Linked DNA regions of Gossypium arboreum: region 1 is linked to region 2. Evidence: chromatin contacts called from public Hi-C data. All regions are on one chromosome and are shown on one strand. Each heading gives the region's core, a stretch centred on a gene start, on an enhancer-like site or on the middle of the called end of the contact. The rest is flanking DNA. Distances are from core to core; before and after follow the strand shown.

Region 1 (2,700 bases), core at 200-2,699, 180 kb before region 2:
TTATTCATCATTTTGATAGGCTAATTGCAAGATTATAGTAAAATGAGGTAGGAAGTGAAGAGCTCCGACAAAAAGTGCATTACAAAACAATTCATAGTCAAATTTTTAAAAGAAATAGAAACTCACTTCAAAACATGAGAAGCCATCAATAATTCAGGCTCTCCACCCCAAACATAAGGCTGCTGAATTTCCTTTACATAAGCATCAAAATCTCCCTCAATATACCTGCAGTTATCATATCATATGAAGCCCTATGCTTATTAAAAATTCCATCAAAGTGAATGGCATTCCAATATAAAGACAAAGCTTTACCATTCTGTTTCTTCACGCCTCTTCAAAAGCTCATTCACAACCTACATGATTAAACATATAAAAAGGGAAAAACTCCTATTACCATTTGTAGATTCAGAAACGAAATTTTATACATAAAATAGTGTATCTTGATCAAATACTTAAAAAAATAAACAAATAAACAAATAAATAAATAAATAAACCTCCTCGTAATTACCTGAGCTCTCAATTCATCAGCAAGTTCTCTTTGACGGTTTTCATCAGGAGCTTCTTCTCCAGACCTCAAACAAGCTCCATGAGCTATTGCTCTGAACAGACATCGTCCATCCGCTAAAATCCCTGCAGCATATCAAATATAAATTCAAATTCATTTTTTAATATTGAAAACTGAGTATCGCCCTGCGCTAAAATCCCTGTATATCAAATATACATTCAAATTCATTCATTTTTTATATTAAAAACTAATTGGCAGCAATTAAAATTAGTTAATTAATTACAACTAACCTGTAACCTTGAAATTATCAGCGGCAGCAACTGAAGACAAATGATTACTACTCTTTTCATCTGAATTTAAAGAAGCATCGGTTTTATTATCAGCATCGAGGTTAACGTCATCAAATTCATCCATCGGCATCGGCGCAAGGCAAGCGCAGACTCCAAACAGAAGCCAAGCAGAATCCGGTCGAAGCCACCGAGCCGGTCTGGCATCCCACGACACATTCCAGGAACCTTCCCCTTTCCTCTCCACATTCTTCCACACATCTCCTCTATTCTTCACTCCTCTGTCTCCTCCGCATGGCAAAATCGCATGCCATATAGAAGCTGCACCACCCTCTGAGCCGCCACCAAGCCGACAAGCCGTTGAATGGTGCCGGCAGCGCCGATTATCGGCAGATAAATCGGCGAAATGTGAAGGCCAGTGCAATAAACGATTTTCGTGATGGTGAGCCGCTGAACCACCGTGGGCGATCAGAGATAGGGAGTTGAGGATCCAAGGCTTGGGAGGTCGTGTGCACAATACACCAAGCATCACCGGACTGATACTAACGAACGCCGATTAAGATACACTGTATAACCTACACACCATTTACATACATTTCAGCTCTCTATTTATATGTAAATAAAAATTTTCCTGATTTTTTTGCCTTTTCACTTTGACGGCGAGATAGAGAAAAAGGAGAAAAGATACTGGGTCCACCACAAAAATAACAATAAAATATTTAATTTTTAGATTTTCAAATTTCTAAAATAGTAAATGACAAATATAACCATTTAAATATAAATCAGGTGTTTTATATAAGGGTATAAAAGTAAATTAATCAATTGGGTTATAGAAAACTGAAACAAAATACCTGTTTAGTCAAACAAAATATTAGGGTCGCGTCACTTCATTCGCTGGAAAGTTAGGGAAATGATACAATAAGGTCTGGTGTTAAAGACTTTCCGTGGAACTGCAATTTCTCACCATACACGTGGGATATAATCAAGACTATTTTAGTAAATTACCCATTTTAAGAAATATAAGATATTTGGATAGGTTTCCTTAATGTGACCCATTATTTTATTTCACCTTTTTATATATAATAGGTAGGTGAAAATGGTTTTGCTTTCGACATTGGACTCCTCTTCTTCTTATTTAATAATTAAAATTTTATTTTATTTAAATCAACTTATAAAATTAATTTAAGAATATTTTGGTAGGTTAACCCACTAAAATGCATTATTTTATTTCATCTTCTTATAATTGGAGGTAGGTGAGCCAAGCTATTTTTAAATCTTAAACTAAATTAAATATTTTTTTGGGTTTTTTATAATATTTAAGTTTTCATGCATTTATAAAGCATTTGATTAATTAAAATATTTGGGTTATAATTTTTAATACATTCTTTTTTAAACTATTAAATTTTATTAAATATAAAATAAATGTAAGTAAAACTAAATAGTTTTTTCATATATATATCCATACTAAAAATGATTTTATTAAGTAATTACATGTAAAATATTTTTAAAATTATATTATTGGACTTATATTTAATATTATTAAATTTATATTATTAATTACTAATTATTTTGTATTTTGTAAAAATATTATAATATTTTCAAATATTATTTTAAGACACTCCTTAACGAATACTATCAAATATCTAAAGAGAAAATATTTTACTTATTTATATTACTATTTACTACTAATTTATTGAATTTGTATATTATAACATACACTGAAATTAAAAAATAGTTTTAATACTAATAAACGTTGCATGCAACATAATACACGTTATAATTTTAAGTGGAGACGTTGATTTAAACTTTAAAAGTAATATTATTAAAAGGAATAACCCCAAACAAAAATTGTAAAGCAGATTTAGAAAATACAAAAAAAGAAAAATCCTTAATAGTGTAGACATGGGC
Region 2 (2,700 bases), core at 116-2,615:
AGCACCTAAATATTCTTACTCTGAACTTTGTTTTATATTCTGTTTTCTATTTGTTGAGAATTTGGAATTTCTTTTCGGCTGCAATGGGAAGATATCGTTTTAAGTGATTGGAAACGAAGTATTGTCATCAACTTATCATGCTATATACCATTTTGTTCCCTGGCATATCTTGAAATTTGAAATATGCATCCCTTCCTTCATTACTGTTCAGTCTCCTACCTCTTCTTTCTGGTGTTTTGGTAGATATATGATCAAAATGAATGTTGGATTGTAACAGGGTCATCAGGTCAAGAAGGCTCCCGTAGTTCCACAGCCTCTTCTACGTAAAAGGAGGTCATTTAAGCGTCAAGCTAGCCATGGGAGAGGCAAGCTACCGAGTTTGTTGCAAGGTATATTATATTGTCTGACCATAGCAGTCATGCTCAACTATACAGGCTCTGATCTGATTTTAATGTGTGAATGGTTTTTCATGTTTTGTGTGAATATGTAAGTGTTAATAGAACCTTGTTTCTTGTTTTGTGGTATGTGCAGCGATGGCAGCCCAACATGATGCGGTGGAAGAAGAGATTGTGATGGTTAGAGTCGAAGAAGCTAGAGCTGCAGCAACCAGAGCGGTTGAATCGGCCATCCTGAAACGCCAACAGGCACAGATGCTACTTCAAAATGCGGATATGGCTACATACAAAGCCGTGATGGCACTTAGAATTGCTGAAGCCGCTAGCATTGGTGAATCCTCAGAAGGTGCAGTTGGTGAATTTTTTGTGGATGAGGTGCCGGTAATGAGCTAATATTTGATTTTGGCATCATCGGGAGGACAAGAGTAGTGTAATAATGTAAAGCTTTTTTTAATTGAATTGGAATGTACATTGTGTATTATTATAACTTAATATCATACCCAAAAAAGAAAATTTTCGCCCAGATCTGAAAAAGGTGAGGAATTACAGGAAATTTTGAGCCCTCTGGTATGATCTTACTCTTTGGGGTTTGAACTAAGTTATTATTAATTTCTTAAAATATAATATTGATTTTAATTTAGCATTGATTGACTTCATATCATGACGTCCTTCCGGATTTCTTGGTGGCCAAGTTTATAAATGAGTTATACCTTTATATATTTTAATTATTAAATTAATTTTAAATAGGTTTAAATTATACCCACTGGTTCAATTTTTTATGATTTTATAAATATTTCTCTTTTAAATTTTAAATTTAAAAAAAATTGTTAAATTAGGTCGTATTTATGTTTAAGTCTTCCTCGAATTATTTTCATATCAATATCATTAATATTATTAATAATCTTAAAAATTTAAATTAAATCAAAATTATATATACACAGAAAAACAGTAGAATTGAGTGCTATATTTTGGGCCTTCGTATATCAAAGGCCGACGTAAATCCCAAGCCCATAAAACTGAAAATTAAATTTAAATCCGAAAACCTAGCACTCGGCCGAGCTCTCTGCCATTTTCATTGGGCACTCTTTCAAACTAACCAAAACGAGGCCGCCGGATTTTGGTTTCAGGTAAGCGACACTTTCACACTCTTTTCTTTCCATGATTTAAGATCTTGGGGCTGTTTTTTTATCCTCTTGAGTATCAGTTCTGTCATGGAATATAGATAGCAAGATCTATTTTACCTATTCGATTAGGGTTTAGACCTTACTTATCTTCGTTTTTTTTACGTCGTTAATGTTTCAATCCTTTTACATAATATGGAACTGAAAGGATTTTGGGTTCTCTGGGCAAGTTAAGAATCTATTGTTTCGTTTGGTACAAAGTTTTTGGTGCCCTTAACCTATTTTACTTCGCTTGTTTCTAATACTACGTAAGCTTAGATTAGAAGATGGGTTTATTGGTTGGAACTAGACCCGTCAAACTTTCAATGCGGCTCGGGTTGGTTTTGGGTCGCGTTTTAAAACTCTCGGTTTATTTTGGGTGGATCATTTTAGGTTTAGGTAGTTTTGGGTTTTAAGATTCTCGGGATTTTGGGTCCAGTGAGGTCAATGTGGGTTCTGTTCACTTCAGGATAGGGTCATTTCTGTTTACTTAGGGTGAGTTTGGGGCGACGGTGCGGTACGGTGCGTTTAGTTTATTTTTTATCTCACGCTACAGTATCGCTACAGTATTTAATCTCACCGCCACTACTATTTTTATACTAACCGCAGTTAAACGCACCGCCCATCCGAACTCACCCTTAGTCAAATCATTTCTGAGTTGGGTCGTTTTGGTTTAGGGTTGTTGCCCATTTTCCTCCACTTGCCTCTATCACTGTGTAAGTTTGGATTAGAAGATGGTTTGTCGGTTCTTCATTTGAATAAGATATTGGATCACTGGAAATACTGTTGTTATTATAGGAAAATGATGTTTAGAAGAATGATATGTTCAAGTTGTTTTACTGAGTTTCTAAAGACTAAAAGAAACTATAAATACTTGCTTCATTTGATTCAAAATCAGCAGCAGCTTGTATTTAGAAGGATGGTGAGGGTCAGCGTTTTGAATGATGCACTGAAGAGCATGTACAATGCAGAAAAGAGGGGCAAACGGCAGGTCATGATCAGGCCATCCTCAAAAGTGATCATCAAGTTCCTTTTGGTCATGCAGAAGCACGGTTTGTTTCAACATTCAATCTAATCTCTACCCTTATATTTGTTCCATCGATATGCTAACATTGGGATTGCAGGTTACATTGGAGAGTTTGAGT

Evidence for each region. A called contact is a pair of places that touch in the nucleus more often than the background predicts.
Region 1: a contact with region 2 is called in a Hi-C map of leaf, with 5 times the contacts expected there. The contact joins the promoter of LOC108487313 here to the promoter of LOC108487194 in region 2. A contact is called at or near these places in 2 of 5 Hi-C or Micro-C datasets (both in leaf).

Annotation. Positions count from the first base shown.
Region 1 is chr10:119,835,774-119,838,473 of ASM2569848v2, reverse strand. It overlaps LOC108487313, which reads right to left and starts at 1,449. Exons shown (of 5, transcript XM_017791622.2): 1 at 796-1,449; 2 at 509-630; 3 at 313-353; 4 at 127-225. The coding sequence starts at 1,321.
Region 2 is chr10:119,660,286-119,662,985 of ASM2569848v2, reverse strand. LOC108487194 (40S ribosomal protein S15a-1) reads left to right here and starts at 1,365. Exons shown (of 4, transcript XM_017791466.2): 1 at 1,365-1,522; 2 at 2,457-2,607; 3 at 2,680-2,700. The coding sequence starts at 2,475. LOC108489593 reads left to right here. Exons shown (of 3, transcript XM_017794246.2): 2 at 278-389; 3 at 532-948. The coding sequence ends at 788.